Linked DNA regions of Danio rerio: region 1 is linked to region 2. Evidence: chromatin contacts called from public Micro-C data. All regions are on one chromosome and are shown on one strand. The core of a region is the stretch at or near the end of the contact, and the rest is flanking DNA. Distances in the headings are between cores, read along the strand shown.

What was found. A called contact is a pair of places that touch in the nucleus more often than the background predicts.
Region 1: a contact with region 2 is called in a Micro-C map of caudal fin, with 6 times the contacts expected there. The contact joins the promoter of phf20l1 here to the promoter of zgc:194210 in region 2. A contact is called at or near these places in 2 of 18 Hi-C or Micro-C datasets (caudal fin and hematopoietic stem cells) and 1 of 4 datasets of contacts at active chromatin or transcription factors (caudal fin).

Annotation. Positions count from the first base shown.
Region 1 is chr16:34,814,173-34,817,236 of GRCz12tu, forward strand. It overlaps phf20l1 (PHD finger protein 20 like 1), which reads right to left and starts at 1,652. Exons shown (of 23, transcript XM_073926172.1): 1 at 1,367-1,652; 2 at 486-631. The coding sequence starts at 568.
Region 2 is chr16:34,623,597-34,626,422 of GRCz12tu, forward strand. It overlaps zgc:194210, which reads right to left and starts at 1,275. Exons shown (of 14, transcript NM_001130609.1): 1 at 1,237-1,275; 2 at 925-986; 3 at 761-793; 4 at 386-439. The coding sequence starts at 1,244.

The sequences.
Region 1 (3,064 bases), core at 402-2,901, 190 kb after region 2:
CAATTAGACTTTAGTTACAATGCATTCAGGAACTAAAAGTGTCCACAAACAGACTAAAGTTACTCTATTTGCATTGAATATAACAAAAAAATAAATTTACATGAATGTTTAAAAACAGCTAAATGAAGAAGTGCTCAATCTTTTAAATGCCACAGAACCCAAGATTAAATGATCTTGTCACAGGAACCTGATTTTCATTCACATTCTAAATATTAAAAGGCATTTGTATGTTTTTACATATAGGGAACCAGTTCATATTGCAAGACAATATTATACTTCAAACAATTATTCATTTTATCAAATAAAAAATGACCTATTAAGTAAATATTTAGCTACAATTAAGCAACATTGTGTTTTTATCATCATATACCATACACTCACATTTTTCCACTTATATGGATCACATTTTTATCTATTTCCTCATTTATAATCAATTGGCATGGGTTGTCGAGTTTTAAAAATTAATCTTCAAAATGTATTCATACCATTTTTGTAGATAATCCTGGGCCTCGACCCTGGCACCAACCTCGAACGTGATCCCTGGTCGATTTGGAGTTTTTTTGCTCATTTTGAGTATTCTCTAACCAGGTCTTTCTCGAGACTCAAACGCTCTCTCGTCCTGTGGACAAACCTATAAATGCAAAGAGAAGACCTATGAGTCTATACATATAAATCAGCTAAACCACACTGTAAGGTCAAATGTTTGACATTAACATCACCCACTTTATATTAAAAACAGACAAATCTTTGACTCATTTGTAAGTGTAGTATTGTATTTGCAAATCTACGAATAAGCATGCACAGTTTCCAGAGCTCAGCTATTTGTCAAGCTTGCAAAATGTACCTAATCCAGGCCTTTGAATAGTACACTAGTCTAGCATGTTTCCTTATTAGGGAAATTACAATATTTCACAAAAGTCTTAACACTTTAATGTGTTACGAAGCATAACAATTGCATGCAAACAACAGATAAAAACAAAAAAACAAAAAGAACTGTGAATGCATAGGCTTTCAAGCTGGACAGTGGCTAACTGAGCTAACCAGCTACTGTACTTCACTTATGGCAGCTTGGCACACAAAATAAATCCCCATTTTAAACTACTGCAACCACATATATAAAACCGAACTCTCTAAAAAACCCTGATGCAAATTTAATCCTGAAAAAAACAAATGATAATATTAGGAGGGCAGTTTGCTCTTTTTACTGGATTACCATAGCTCGCTAATGCTAGGTACAGAGTAACGAGCTTCTTGTAAATATTTTCCAGCTTGAATACATTTGTCAAGGTTTTCTTGAAAACACTAGTAAACCCGTGAGCATAAACGATACATATCAATATTTAAAAGACAAAACTTTAGGTCAAACCTCTCATTGTCCAGTTAGCACAGCACAGCAGAGCTAGCAAACAGCTAATGCTGTACCAGCTGACTAGCTAAACCGTTCCGAGGGGATAAAACTATGTGCAAAAAAAGATGAAAAAAAAATGACAGGACAGTGTCTTTGTTAACACGACTCGAAGAATGACAGTTGCTTTCTGACCTCCGCTGTATGCGTGACATGTAGATTTACCTTTGCAAATTCATTGAGAGAATAGCAATTAATTCCTATAGTGTATTGTGTTCATTCCAGCTCAGTTAGTTTTAACCAAACTGAACGTGTGCGCGCACGCACGCGACGTACAAAATGCCCGAGGGCACGCGCACCGCAGACCGACACGTGACCAATAATCAGACGCTTTTGTGTTTGTTTTGTTTTGTTGTAAAAGAGACAGTAGCAGTCTTACTTTCGCTTGAAGTTGAAGTGGAGTAGATCTTCTGTGCGACATCTTCGAACTGCTATCAAGTTATACAGATACAAAGAAAGTGGTCAATGTTAAATTCTAAACTTAAAAGCTCACCTCAAAAAAAGTCAAGTGTATTTCTGTTTTTGGAAAATATTCAGTTGTGTTAAATCATAAACAGTGAAAAAAAAGTATATTTTAGTGTTCAGTTCTCTATATAAGAACCTTGGTTTCTGCTTTGTCTTTCATTTTAATTATTTAACTAGCACATAATAAATAGAATTAGCTGACAATTTATGTTTAAACATTAATGATATCAAGTCATGTATAAATTATAGATTAGCATTAATTAATTAATATTAGTTTTAGTATAGATTTATTGATAACTTGGGAGACAAATGAACACCTTTCACCATGTGCAGCTCAGCAGTTTTATTTACAATGATGCTGTTGTTAATTTTAAAACTTTAAAAAAGTATTACATTATCTATGCTATTGTATTTATTTAAAAAAAAATACAAATTTTAAAAAATGTAATCAACTATTTAAAAATCTGAAGCAAATATATTTTCAAGAAAAACATTTATATCGTAGGTACAGCAAATTTACATTGCAGTGAATTTAAACATCCAACGTCTGGTCTGCAGCATATTGTGGTCGTATAACTATCGAAGAGCATAGAATCACCTAAGCTCATTGCTGTATTCTGCTTGTCCAGCATTATTCAAAATCTTTTTGGTGCCATTTTCTAGAATCACTTTTAAAACAAGTAGAAGATATTCATACAGTGTACTGTACTGTAGGTGTTTTGAGCATTTGGTTCTCTGTGGTTCACAACTCAAGATAAAGTTACATAATTAGGCGTTATACAAATTTTACCTGACTCTGGGGTAACTTAGTAAATTGCCATTGTGTAAGGGCATCCATTTCAAAGATCTGGCGTGCAGTTTTATAGTTGTTGTATGTAGAAATATGCAAACTTCAGAATACTTTAAAATATACTTTTAAATATGTTCCGTGTATGACATTTATATTATTAATGTGAAATCCATGGGTGACACGGTGGCACAGTGGTTAGCACTATCACCTAACAGCAAGAAGCTTACTGGTTCGAGTCCCAACTAGGTCAGTTGACATTTCTGTGTGGAGTTTGCATGTTCTCCTTGTGTTCACATGGGTTTCCCCCACACTTCAAAGACATGCGCTATAGGAGAATTCAGTAAATTAAATTGGCCAAAGTGTATGTGTGTGATTGAGAGTGTATGGATGTTTCCCAGTGCTGG
Region 2 (2,826 bases), core at 25-2,524:
ATAATTCTGACTTTTTTTATTCTTTTATCATTATTCTTTTATACATATAGAGTGGCATTTCTTGCAAATTGATTTTAATAGTAGCCTATTTACGTATTTATACTCAGGTTACAGTTACTTAGTTAGGCTGTCTAACATCCTGCACTTACTCTTAACAAATGAATCGAAAATCTTGCAACTTAAAAGGACCTTTTTGCAAATCCATTAGAGGTAAATAGTGATTCATTCTTCAATCTAGCATGTCAAGATTGCATTCAGCAGAAAACAAACTGAACTCATACAGTATTATCAAAGTGAGTGATTTGTGGTGTTGGGTCAACTTCTGATAATCTTCATCGGTACAGCGTTATATAATTCATCCCTGACTGAATCAAATTTAACAGACCTGAGAGCTGTGTGGGTTCAGTTTGGTCCAGAGTCTGATTCATTTCAAAGGCATCTGAGGAGAGAATGTACAAAAGGGGAAGGAAAAACTTAGTTAGTAGTACTAGTGAGCAGTGTTGGGGGATGTTTCTTTAAAAGTTTTTTATTACAATCTTGAGGCACTTACAAAATAACTAAATGTGTTATTACTTTATTTTAAAAGTATCTTATTTTTGAATATTAACTATAAACTATTAGTTTTTTTTATTCCCCCATCTCAACTAGGTTTATAATTGTAATAGTATATTAGCCTACTTTTAAAAGAAACTTTCCCTAACATGAAAAATAGCATTTAAGCAAATTAGCAAAATTTAACAGGAAAACAAAACATTCTTACCCTTAAGAAAATGTATCAAATCTTCACCCCCATCTAGTAAAAACAGACAAATAAAATAAACCATCTTATATTAATTTTCAGTTACTGCTCTTCAGAAAATATTTAGTTGTTAAAAAATCGATTATGGTATTGTCTAAAACTTTACAAAATGACATGAGGTTTACCTCTCATAGCTGCTGAAAACACAGCATTTATAAAGACTAGAAGAGTCAGGGAGCTGCTGATCCTAAGCCAGAATGGAGAACGAAAGGGAAAAATATAACATTTTCCAAAGGTCAACATAAGTGAAACATAAACACACATTTTATATTGTTGAGCTGTGCCTCTCATCGTTCAATATCATTAATTTTACACCAGCCATCATAAAACAATCCTACATATTTGAACATTAGTAACACAGATACTGAATTTCATGGTGGAAAATGCTGACTAAACATCTTGACAAAACTCAGGCAAAATAGAAGAGAGTAACTTACAGCTTCATTCTGAGGGCTGATGTCCTTCTGAGGGGTTCATGTGTCATTTGTGGCTTTAAATGCTTGATCTGGACAATAGGGTCACAGGTGAGCAGTTAAGGGACACTGGAGATGAGGCCTTAGAAACCAGCAAATACTCTCGGCCTGAATGGCAGGTGTGTTTTCTAATAATAAAGGGGATGAATTTCCCCCATGGCATTTCCTTCCTTCACAGAGAAGGATTTTGTTTGTACCATTGTGACAAATCCATTAGATTAAAGGCTTTTCTTGTCTATTCAGTGTTTACAATCCACAGAAAGGAGTTGAAGAAGTTTAAATTAACACAGGTTGGGGGGGGGGGGGTTTAGATGATAAAGAATCAAGAATGATGAATATGGTGACCAATTCAAGTTAAACAACTGATGTAATTAAGTTAAGAATATTCAAATACTTACTGTCGGGCACAAATCCATGTTTTCAATCACAATTTTAAGGTATACTGTAAATATTTTCTTAACAATTATTGTTACAAGCAGCTAAATTAAAATGTTAATGTAAACCTTGAGGGACAGTTCTACCAGTGAGATGATTTTGGCATTGTTTACTCACTCAAAACTGTTTTGAGTTTCTTTCTTTTTAACACAAAAGAAGTTCTTGTAAAAAATCCCGGTACCCGGTAACAGTTAACCATCCCAGAATGTTTTCAAATAAGTCAGTCGTTACAGGTATTATTTGGTATTCAACAGAGAAAAAAAAACTCCATGATAGAAGGGGAATATTTTCATATATCATACTTTTATTTTGGGGGGTGAGCTAGGCCTTTAACTAGGAATTATGTTGAAACATTGAACCAAATAATTAATAATTTGTGGTGGTTTGTGGAAGCACATGCAAAACAATAAAAATTTGATTTAGTTTGTGTGTGTGAGAGGGAGACTTAAACAAACTTACCTGTATTCAACCTACACAGCAAAACATGAAAATATACCATTATAACAAATGTAAAACTCGTAATCCGTTTAAAAGCATTATTTAAACATTTTTTTGAAATGGAAAATCTTATATGACCACTAGATGGGAGAAAAGGACCGCCTAACCTATTTGAGCTCTGAAACCTGCTACGCCACAGACGTGCAGAATTCTATTCTTAAAATGAACACTTGTAAGAGGAAAACATCTGAAAACATCATTTGTCCGTCTCATTGTATTGTTTTTAGTCATCTCGGTTTATTTAGGAAAAACGTATTACCTGTATAAAACTGAAATTAGCTTACATAGTAAACATTGTATTAGCTTTCCATAACCCTGTCGAATTTAACATTGTGCAATCATTTTGTAATTTGAAGATTTAAAAAATAGCTGTCACACAATGTATAGGTTTAGATGAAACATTAAACATAGCTTTCTACGAGAGCTAAACATTTCTTTTTCTTTATTTAATTACATAAAAATGTCAAAAATGTTAATTACTACTTGGGACGTTTATTGCTGGAGGCTGCATGAAAAGTAGAGCTAAATTAACCGAAAGACATGAATCGGTTTACCTTAATATATTTTTCTCGTGGAAGCGACTAATAAACAAAGTATCTATTGCAAATTTTGAAAAAGAGA